2 separate regions of the Mus musculus genome follow, and region 2 is linked to region 1. A link is a contact called in public promoter capture Hi-C data. All regions are on one chromosome and are shown on one strand. The core of a region is the stretch at or near the end of the contact, and the rest is flanking DNA. Distances in the headings are between cores, read along the strand shown. Region 1 holds the start of Kcnq4 (potassium voltage-gated channel, subfamily Q, member 4). Region 2 holds the start of Mycl (v-myc avian myelocytomatosis viral oncogene lung carcinoma derived).

Region 1 (5,570 bases), core at 1,613-4,112:
CCCATTTCCCACAAAGCACCGGACTCTGTTCTTTGTAAAGGAGAGGATCTGGCCCCCAGCTGGTGCTCAGCAAATGGGAACCCTCTCCCTCCCCACCCTTCCTCGCAATCAATACCTGCTCCATTGATGGATGATGGAGACAGTGATGGATTACAGCAGATCAGGGAGTTGGCCTGTTCTTATACAGCCCTGGAAACTCAAGAGCCAGGGAGAAACATGGGTCAGGGGATGAGCTCAGAAGACTAGGCAGGGTTCCCAAGGAGCTGAGGAAGCAGAGTTGAGGAAGTTGCAGAGGGTGGAGTCAAGGGCATAGATGTGGGAGTTAGAGAATGGTGTGTGGAAAGCCATAGCATACCCCACCTCCCTCCAGTAGGGAGGCTAGACCTGGGAGCCAGAGACAGCTGTTTGCTCAGAAAAGTGTCTTAGTCACTAAAGCCTGCTGTGGGGAAAGTCCGTTCTCTGTCATGTCCTGGGAATCCGGATGGGCACAGGAAGGCCACTGAGTAACACTCAAGAGTAGCCACCTGTCCTCTCTGGACTCTCCTCTGCCTCCTACACACACACACACACACACACACACACACAAACACACACACACACACACCACACCCTAGGAAGAACTCTCTCTTGTCTCCCTCCTCTTACTATCAATGCACATGACCCTCCACGAGGTGCTGACCTTCAAAGATAGCCTCTGGGACCTCTGTAGGTGCTTCTGAAATCTAGCTTCCATCCCAACAGGAACTACAGTTCTCTTACCTTCCCCCAGCCTTGGATGGGGTAATATAGGCCATGAACTGGAAAAAATGACGAGGACCCTCTCCTGCGGAGTTCCATTCACAGAGAGAAGGGAAGCTTGGCAATCACCCACACGAGAAGGGGAGCATGGGTTCATAGGTGGCACTCAACTGGAGGATCAGATTTCCCAGAACAGACCCAATTTTAGATATCCCAAGTGCTGATAAGGGCAACCTGAATTCAAGTTCCGTTTCAGCTAAGATCAAAGCCTCAAAAGACCCCAGCAGCCACTTTCCGTTGTGTAATTTGAATTCTTGACTTGAGTCCCATCCCTGGGCCTCTGATTGAGAACTTGCAGTTTACCAGTCAGGAGAGACAATGCCATATATGGGGTGGGGGATATACGGGCTTCAGCTTATAGGGAGAAGATAGCTATATCTAGCCCTGGCACTTGCAACCATAGTGCGCACCCCCCCCCCGCCCCCAAGTCTAGAAACCTTCAGTTCTCAGTAGGTCAGGGCATGACCTATGCAGGAGCACTGCGCACTCCCAGCACCAGCAGCAGTGGGAGAGATTCAGGTCAGACCCCAGAATGCATCCCAGCTGGGCAGGAGGGTAAGGGTCGCTAGGGGTTGGGGTACAGGCTGCCAAAGGTAGCTTGGGAACTTCGAATCCTACCCACCCTCACGGTCCATAGCCCTCCCTCCAGCCCTCCCGCTCTGGCGCTCAGCAGATCAATGCTGCCTTTGCTGACAGCTGAGAATCGAGCTTGCAGCCCGCCCCCCCCTTCCAGCTAGCTGTGTCCCCCGAGATCCTCCCCGAGGAGTGAAGAAGAGTTTGCTGCGGAAGCGCTTCACCCTGGGGCAGGGCCTGCGGAGGGAGCGGGAGCGTCTGGTTTGGCCATCGCTTTAGGCTGGGGAAGAAGGAAGGAGGGCCAGCAAACCCGAATCATCACCTAGTACACGGTCAGGAGGGCGAGGGAAAAGGGGCCAGACAGCTCACAGCGGAGACGGAGGTCAGGCACCGAGAACTTTTTGCTGGAGAGGGGTGCTCCTAGAGAAAGTCCTGGTGGGGTGCTATAGGCCTTTGGGAGTGCTCTGTCCGTTCCCCTAATACTGGCCCCTAGTACGTTTATTTCTATACTTCTATCTGCCCTAAACAAGCTTTTCTGGGCTAGAGTGGGAGAAGGGGGTGGCGGGTGTGAATCCCACGGAGCGGAGATGGAGTGGGGAGATGAGGGCAGGTACGTAATCAGGGAGGGAGCGTCCCCTCTGCTCAGGGTGATCAACTGGGGTCTCCTCCTTCATCAACAAGACGGGAGGAGAGACGCATCTGGGCACAACTGTGAGCTACACCACCCCACACATCTCTCGATAGCTGTAGGGCACCGGGCCCTTCAAGTAACAACAGCAGGAGGAACGGAAGCTGCTGTCCCAACTTCACTCGGCCCTCAGCGCATTTTAAACACCCTGCACTAGAAACCGAGGGCACGACCCGACGGGCACACCTCCTCGCTTACATTACCCATCGCGCTGTACTGCCCGGTTCTGCACACTCTTCTGTACTCTCATCCATCTATCTATCCACCCACCCACCCACCCACCCATCCATCCATCCATCCACCCACTCACTCTGAACCCACGCAGACCCACGGCTGGCTAGCCAACTCTCACAAGTAGGCACTTCTCTGGACACAAACACCTCCACTCTACAATGTAAGTGTCCCTCGAGCTACCGCGGCCACAACTCCACACTCCACGCTCCACTTTCCACAACCACTCACCAGGCGTCCCAACCTCCCTCCCCAGAGCGGGCCACCAGGGCCACACCACTCGTACACGCCCGGCCTCGGGGCCCGGCGCGCTGCCCGCGCCACGCGCTCGGGGCCGGGACACACCGACTGGGCGGACCGCGCGCCCTGCTCCGCCGCGTCCGACCCGGGTCCCCCTCCCGGTGCTCTTCTCTCTCGCTCCCTCCCCGATTTGGGAAGGCGGCCGCGGGGCGGGCGGGGGAGGGGCGGGGCGGGGCGGGGGAGGGTGACATGTGAGCGGCGCGCCGGCGGCAGGTGGAAAGGCGAGCGGCATGGAGCGCGTAATAAGAGAGTTGGAGTCGGAAAGAGCCGCCCCAGTCGCCGGGGAAGCGGGCGGTCAGTACGGGCTCCCGCGGCCCCGAGGCTCCGAGCGACCGCCTCCGGACCCCGCACGGACCCGGCCTGGTCCCTAGCCCCCGCCGCCTGCGTGCGCGCCCAGGGTCGCCTCGCCGGCCCGGGGTTCGAGCCATGCGACTCTGAGCCGCCCGAGCGCGCCCCCGCCCCGCAACGCCCCGGTCCCCCGTCCGGCGCCGCCCATGGCCGAGGCCCCCCCGCGCCGCCTCGGCCTGGGCCCCCCGCCCGGGGACGCCCCCCGCGCGGAGTTGGTGGCGCTCACGGCCGTGCAGAGTGAACAGGGCGAGGCGGGCGGGGGCGGCTCTCCGCGTCGCCTCGGCCTTCTGGGCAGCCCCCTGCCGCCGGGCGCGCCCCTCCCTGGGCCGGGCTCCGGCTCGGGCTCCGCCTGCGGCGGCCAGCGCTCCTCCGCCGCGCAGAAGCGCTACCGCCGCCTGCAGAACTGGGTCTACAACGTGCTGGAGCGGCCCCGCGGGTGGGCCTTCGTCTACCACGTCTTCATGTAAGTTGGAGCCCCCGCACCCCTTGACGTGCCCCGGCTCTGACCCCGCATGAGCCAGACTCCTTGGGGACCGCCACCCCGCGCTGGCTCCACCTCTCTATCCTATTGCCCCGGGGCAGACCCTCACTCAGTTCCCCTCTTGGGCCTGTGCCCCCTTTTCGGTCTCCCAGCCTGACCTAACCCCTGATCTCCCAGCCTTGACCCCTGTTGCCCTGGCGTCTAACCTCTTCTGCCTGCTCTCCTTACTTTCATCCTGATCGCAGAGCCCCACTGCTCTGATCCGTCATTCAGCTTCTTGCTCTTCTCTGCTTTACCAAGTCCGAAGCCGCTAAAGTGGGACTCTCCTTATCTTTTGTTCACCTCACCCTCCCTGTGTCCCAGACACAGAAGACCCTAGCCCCTACATTATTTTTCTCCCCTCAGGCTCTGTAGTTATGTTGTGCTCCCACCTGGTCCCCTTGGAGATTTCTCTCTTCAGAGACAGGCTGTACCCAGATCAGGGCTGTCTAGGGTCCCTATGGCTCTGACAGGCCTGTGTGCTGTTTCCAACTTTATCCGTGTCTTCTTTAGTCTTGCTCCGCACCCTCAACTTCGAAGTACCCAAGGCAGCAGGCTGCCCTGCCTGCCCTGCCCTGTCCTGCCTTGCCCTGAAGGCTGGGCCCAGCTCTCCTGCCTTGCTGGCCAGCTGTACTAGGCCTGGCTCTGAGCATGGGGAAAAAGAAAGAAGAGAGGGGTATGTTTGGAAACAATGCCGCTGTGGGGCCCCTCCTCCTCTCAGCAGGCTCCTACAACTTTCAAAACACTGACCCCTCTTGGATGTAGAGAGTGAATTTTGGCAGCTCGGAAGGCAGTCTTGGGGGAAGGCCTGGTCGGACCAGGAACATGAGAGGCCCAGGCCATATCGGTTAAAGGGCTGGGCCTGGTGCTGAGATGCTGAGAAGTGCCTGGGAGAGACAATGAGCTGCTCTTACCACTGCCTGCTCCAGGGTCTCCAGGGCAGCCCGCTTTGTCCACCTGATAGTCACTTGACAATCTGTCCCTATGCAAGACTTGAGTTTCCCTTTGTGTGTGAGTTAGCTTGTCTGTTAATCTCTCTACCTGTCTGTCCCACAGCCTTTCTGTTGGTCTGTCTGTCTTCGTGCTTTGTGGGCCTATCCTCTTACTTATTTTGATGTCTGTGTGTCCATCTGTCTATCTCTCTGTTCACCTGCTTGGCCACCCTTCTATCTGGCTTTCCCCACCCGTGTCTTTCTGCTTGTCCTCCTTGTATGCCCTCTTACCTCTGCCCCATGAGTCCGGGGGGTGGGGGGTTGGGTACAGAATCTCAGGGGAAGAGGAAGATGGTACCAGGAAGAACAAAGAAAGGGAACTTTCTACAGACCCACTTAGAATACTTAGAGTGGCAGCTGTGGCTTTGTGCAGAGACCCCAGGCTGAGACTCTGCTGGGTGTAAGGCCAGGCTTTGGATCCCAGTGAATAATCAGGGGCAGCCCACATCTCAGTGCACCCAAAAGACCTGGACGGACGTCTGTTGGATGTAGCTGTCAGTGGAGTGATATAGTTCAATGCTGGTGGACTAGGGGCTCCAGTGTCCACTGAACATTAATACGCCAGAGCCCCTTATGTGCCTAGGGAGGCTAAGACACAGGGCACAGCTATGCTTTCCACAGGCTCTTCCCTGGAGGTGACTTTTCCAAGTCATGGCAGGGCCTAGAGAAGTCAGTTGGCTCCTAACTTAGTTCCTTGGCCCCAGGCTGGGGCCGTCAAGTAGAGATGAAAACAGCCTAACCCTGACCAACCACTACTGTAGCTTCTTTAGAGGGGCCTCCCTTCTTACCAGGAGCTAAATCGGATGACACCTTTGCCCCACATCCGCCTCTCTCCAGATGCCAGGAATGCCCTGGCTAGGGGCAGCCCTGTCCAGAACACTTGTCTCCAGGAGCTCAGGATGGAAGCGTTAATTGGAGCCCTAGGGGAAGACACATGGTGTGACAGTGTCTGGATGTTTAGGGATCTCAGGGAACTGGCTGTAGATCTTGGAGGTCAAGGAGACTGAGAAGGCCCTTCCTGTTGAGTGCTGTGGGGCACTGTGTTAGTTGAGAGCCTTTCTGAGCATTAGATCTGTAGGTCATTGGAGTGGGTAGAAATCCTGTATTTTGGGACTTCTTC
Region 2 (5,693 bases), core at 2,777-5,276, 2.2 Mb before region 1:
ATGTCCAGAGATCGCCTCTTCTCCACGGTCACCACGTCAATCTCTTCACCTTCTGTTCAAGAGGAGATATGGAAAGAACAAATACACCCCATGAGGAACACATACATACACACACACTACAGCCCCAGTTCTCAATGTCTCGGCCTGTGAGAGTAGATGACACATTCATGTTGCAGAGATCGCCAAACTGAAGTGAGGAGAGGGACTACCAAATCATTTAGACCAGAGAAACACCATAGCGGAGGGGAAATAAACAAGGAAAATAGTCTCCAGTTTCCTTCTGCACAACAAGGCTTGGATAAGAACAAAAGGTAGACCCAAGCCAACAGCCCCCAGTCTGCACAGGCTCTCTCCTCCCCCACTGAGGGGGATGGAGAGAAAGAGCTACCGGCCTGGGACAAAGTTTAGCTATAAAGATCTTCCCCATTCGGGCTCTTTCATGCCCCATCAGAATTGTAAATGAGGGGTCTGTGGGCAGAGTTGCCCTTTGTTCCTGCCCAGCACAGCCTGCGCTAGGGGATTGTTACTTTTCACAAGTTGTAAATCCTATTATTCCCCCACCTCTCTATTCTGCCATCCTTTCAGCTGAAGATGCAGAGAAGGGAGGGCTACAACCGGTTCTCTTCAGCCACAGAGGGGAGGGGAAGGGTTTCCCTCAGGAGCATTTTGTTCCTGGGTTCAATGGGTTTCTAAAGCCATCCATCATTTATAGGTCATCTGCCCCACCCCCACCCCTGGACCAGAAGAGGGTCGTATTTATAATCACAGGTCACGAGAGCCTCAGGAACTTTGCAAATGTACAAGCGACCGTTTCCCAATGAGCTGCACCAGAGGCGGAGAAATAACGGTAGAGTGACCCAGATACAAAGGCCAACATGCCAAGGACTCGAATAGACCAAGTAGTGTCCCTACCATTCCCTAGCTGGAAGGTCTGTGGGATGAAGCCAATCTGATCAGGCAATTAGGGAAAGACCCTCTTGCTCCCCACATCTTGTAGTCCTCAACACAGAAGGCCACCCTTAAAGCAATCTGGCCGGCAACAGAAGAGCTCCGTCCTCCGCCTCTTTTGCATATCAGGAGGCTTGAGCCCCTTTGTCAGGAAGGTTTCCATTGTGTGGACAATCGCATTATTTCTCCATTAATAAAACCTGACCATTCAGCCCCCTGGCCTCAAAGCCTGTGATTGGCTGCCTAAGCTGTGTTTGGAATGCTGTTTTCCCCAGCCCCTAATCCCTATTGGCTGAGCTGTGCCGTCAGTCACCCTCCCCACCCCACCCCCTCATTGTTTGCAATCTGTTGCATTTTGTTCTAGGCCATGTGGCCAGAGAGTGAACCAGGAGCCCACAAACAGGTTCAGGTTAAAGGGCAGGTCAGGAAATGATTCAAGTTTCTGTACATCCCAAACCTTTAATTTTCATTGTTAAATCTCACAGCACAGAAGGCTGTATCTAAGGAAGGTATCATTTAGGACACCATTCTCCTTTGCAGAAAGTAGTATCAGATTCTACAAGATAAGGGATGTCCTCAGCAGGACAACCAAGTTCATTCCTCCTCATTTTCAAAAGGAGAAACGGAGGCCCAGGTCAGCCTCAGTCCCTGTTATTTTTATGATGGTCTGGATTGCTAATAAAGATCTCCAAACTTCCAAAACGGTCTCTCTAACAGCCCTTGCGGAGCTGGCTCTTCTCTAGGTTCTTGATCTCAAGCTTCCTATCTAAGTCATCCGACAAAACATAAATTCCTGTTGCAGGTTAAAAATGACCTTAACACAAATGCATCGAAGAAAAAGAGACTTTTTAATTCTGTTCTCATTTCCCTCCATAGCTGTACAACTTCCACATCCAATTCCCCAGTTCCCTCTCAAAAGCCCATGATTCTTGATTGCTGCAGTGACTTTTCTCTGTCGGAAATGAATGTGCCCAAAGCCTCCTGCTGCACCTGCAATAGCATCCTTTCCCGTGTACTTCTACTGAGTGGGGGGGGGGGGGGGCTCAGAGGCTAGGGGAAGAGCAAGGTGGTCTGAGCTCAGTGAAGACTGCTCTTCATCAGTATGGAGGGAGGCCTGGGGCGCTACGACCATTATCTCAATACCAGAGATGGGACCGAGCAGGAATGTTGAATGTAGAAGAGCAGCCGAAGCCCACAGATGTATTGGGCGGGAGATTGGATACCTTCCTAAGGCCAAATCAACAGGCATCGTGTAGCTCTTCTCAAACAAGCTATGAGGAAGACCCTCTAAACACCAAGAAAGACAGGGAAAGGAGTTGGGAAAAGAAGCGACTAGACAGCAGGAGGCTGGGGCTCACTTGACTGATTTCCTGTCTCTAATCCTCAGTTTTCCCATCTGTTAAGAGGAGCGTTTACTCTCCCTCCACCTGTCTCACTAGTCACTAGTGATGGGAAGTAGTAAGGACTGGGACTGGGGTAAGAGAAGAGAATTAGCAATTTAAAGTGCAGCAGGCGGGAGATGGAGGTTTTCGAGTGGAGGAAGGCTTTTGGTTCTGCTCAAAAGGTATCTCAGTCTTTTCTCCCTTAGGGAAGTGTGAGTTTCCCAGGGAAAGAGGCAGCAACAAAAAAGCTTCAAGCTTGGAGTGACTCTTAAGGGAACCCTTTCAACCTCCCAAGGACAGAAATCCCCTACAGTCCAACCCGAGTATTGTCCTCTCTAAGCGCCAACCCTCACCAAGTCGCCCTGGTCCCCTGGGGCTCCAATCACCATCAGAGGGACGCTGGCTCCCTCCCCACTTCTCCAAACTGTTTACCAACACACCCACGTGCCAGACAGACACAGCTGGGGGCTACACCGACAGCTTCAGTCAGAAAATGGGGAGGTGATGGGAAGGTTTAAGATCTAATGCCTGATTTCAAACAGCGGTAGATAGAGCTCTGGCCACCCAAGGGGTGCCTCCCTCTTAGCTAGCCCCCGGGTGGTCCTTACCAGAATCGCTGGGGCTCTCGGACCCGGAGCAGGCCTGAGTCTTGGGCTCGCCCAGCTGACATTGGGTGGCGGGCGCCGGGTTACTGGCTTCCAGACTAGGAGTGCCGTCCGGGGTAGCGGGCGCTTTGGGCGGGTTCCCCCGGGGCGCGCCTGGGGCCAGCCTGTCGCTCACCACTCTCTCCAGCCGTTCTCGGGCGGAGAAGCCGCTCCACATGCAGTCACGGCGAATGATGGAAGCATAATTCCTGCCCCAGGCTTTCGAATGGCCCCGAGATTCCGCCTCGTCCCCGGCACCCCCTCCAGGCCACGGCTCCCCGGGATTAATCCCAGAGGCTGGGTCCACGGCGCCGGGACCGGAGCCCCAGGGCGGCGACGTGGGGGGCGACGGCACCAGCTCGAATTTCTTCCAGATGTCCTCGCTGGGCGCCGTGGAGCGGTAGAAATCCTCTCCGCAGTCATAGTCGTAGAAATAGTGCTGATACGAGTCGAAGTCCATGTCCGCTCCCTGCGGGAGGGAAGGGGGAGACGAGCTGACTGCGGTGCCCGCCGAGGGAAGAGGCGGCTCCGAGTCCCTCGCTGCAGCTGGCTGCGGGGCTCTGGTCTCTCCCCAGGCCCACCAGCTTGCAGCCCGCGCCCTGGTCCCTGCTCCTGGGAAGCCTGGCCTGGGGTCAGCTCGCTCAGGGCAGCTCGCAACGGGCCGACCAGGCTGAGGGGAGCGAGTTCAAAGCAAACTTTGCCAGCACCGCCCGGAGCTCAGCTCCGGGGGCACAGCAGGGCCGGGCGGGGGCGCGCTGTCTCGAAGGCAGTCTGCAGCCTTGCAGCCCGCCAGTCCCCTGGGGACCCCTGCCCGGGCCACCCGCAGCCTCACCTCGCTCCCGCCGCCCGCCACCTGGAGCGGAGCGGCTCCCCGCCGGCTCGGGGAAGCCCGGCAGCCCGCACACACACACATGCGCGCCACCGAGCGCGCGGCCCCGCACTCACGAGCGCGCCCCCCGTGCGCGCGCCCCCCGCCTCGCTCGCACACGGCAGCCAGGACGCTCCCGGGATCGACGCGGGAGCGCGATCTGCAGGCGCATTGTTTCCCGACTGCTTTATATCTCGTCGCGTGCCCGGGGCTTGGGGACCAGGAGGGGGGGTGGTCCCTAGGAGACAAGCCCCTCCCCCTCCCGCCCCTCTCTCCGCTGGCGACAGGTGGGGCCGGCCCCACCTCCTGGCTGAACTGGTCGTTTCTATTCTATCCCTTGAAGCTCCCTAATAAATTGTACGCTGGGGAGCGCAGAGCAGAAGAGCTGATGCAGCCCCGCAGTCTCCTGGTGGAGGCGTGACTGTTCGAGAGGCTCCCGCGGTCCAAGCGACTTAACTAAAGCGGCGCTCCGCGCCTACTCAGAGCCAAGGACTAGAGCTGCTCCCTGCCCCACCCTGCTAGTCTACTTCCCGGGGCGCGCCCCACCAGGTTCAGGTGCGTCCCACCCATGACAGAGGAGGTGGTGGTGGTGATGGTGGGGCACACACTGCACCTCCACCGCGCCACCTGGTGGCCCTCGGCCCTGAACCCAGGCTTCTTCAACCCATTGCTTCAGTAACCATTAGCCCATTCTTTAGCTCAGTGGCTTAAACCTTGAATAGCAGTGAAGATTCCGAGCTAGAAAGCCTGCAGTATATATAATCCCTCGGAGCCCCAATTTTACTTGTGAAATGAAGGAATGGTAATGACTTCACAGGATCGCCGGGCTGAATTTGTTTACTAAAAAGATAGAGCACCTTAGGAAAGGACATGAGAGAATTCGAACAACAGCAGCTTTATCCCTGGGGAGGGTAGTGAGACCTCTGTCATCCCCCAGGTCATAGCTGACACTTGACCCTTCCTTCACAGCCCTGCCTCCCAGAATTCATCCTCCACACAAAACTCTCCTAACGGCTGTTTTAGAGATAGGAGTGTAGGGGTGTGGAAACTTCATTCAGGCCCCTGTTTTGTGCTTCCTAGCTGTGGGATCAAAGTGTTTGAAGTTTTGCATGACATCCCTGGCCGAGACGATGGAGATATATATATATTTCCTTTGTGTTATCATAAACAGGCTACCTTCTGAGAAAGGAAAAGACTAACTAATTTAGGTCCAAGGAAGGTAACTTAGGATAGCAGCCAATTCATCTAGAATCCTACACCTGGCATCAAGGTCTGGTGTCTGGTTGTCTGCCATCCTTCTCTTCCTCCTACTCTTTTTGTCTAACTACTCAGAACTACAGGCTGTTGCCATCCTAACAGACTGAAGCCAGAAGGATAAACACGTCCCGTTGTTTTGGGCCAGGGAGGTGTGAGATGACCCACGAGTTGGGTGAGAAGACAGGGGGTGTGTGTGACTCTCCATTTTCCATTTGTTGTGTCTAAGGTGTGTGTAGGACATCCTTGAAAGCAGGAATTGGCTCGCTTTGTAGTCCCTGCACCTAGAATGACTTCTGGCAATATTTACGCACTGGCTTCCTGAGTGACCTAGCCAACCAGATTTTATTGAGACGGCCTGTATGCCCTGCTCTGTGCTGTACTGGGAGGCCCAGAAAAGGCTCCTGATTTGGTTGCAGCCTTGGTGCAGAGGGATTAGACTCCCTTTCAGGGTCTTGTTGTCAGGCATGCAGATGTCTGTGGTGGTTGCTGCACTTTCCGGGGTCTTGGTCACAATAACAGAAACCAATGTAAGCAGGAAAATAACTTTTAAGGGAGATATTGTTGCATAGAATTCACAGGAGGCTTGGAATCTAT

Evidence for each region. Promoter capture Hi-C pulls out the DNA fragments that hold promoters and counts their contacts.
Region 2: a promoter capture Hi-C map of embryonic stem cells shows a contact between it and region 1, with 6 read pairs. The contact joins the promoter of Mycl here to the promoter of Kcnq4 in region 1. A contact is called at or near these places in 7 of 39 promoter capture datasets (cranial neural crest, embryonic stem cells, liver and 2 more) and 4 of 115 datasets of contacts at active chromatin or transcription factors (astrocytes, embryonic stem cells and stem cell-derived neural progenitor cells).

What each region holds. Positions count from the first base shown.
Region 1 is chr4:120,744,691-120,750,260 of GRCm38.p6, reverse strand. It overlaps Kcnq4 (potassium voltage-gated channel, subfamily Q, member 4), which reads left to right and starts at 2,862. Exons shown (of 14, transcript NM_001081142.3): 1 at 2,862-3,401. The coding sequence starts at 3,085.
Region 2 is chr4:122,994,264-122,999,956 of GRCm38.p6, reverse strand. It overlaps Mycl (v-myc avian myelocytomatosis viral oncogene lung carcinoma derived), which reads right to left and starts at 4,026. Exons shown (of 3, transcript NM_001303121.1): 1 at 3,807-4,026; 2 at 2,939-3,443; 3 at 1-52. The coding sequence starts at 3,887.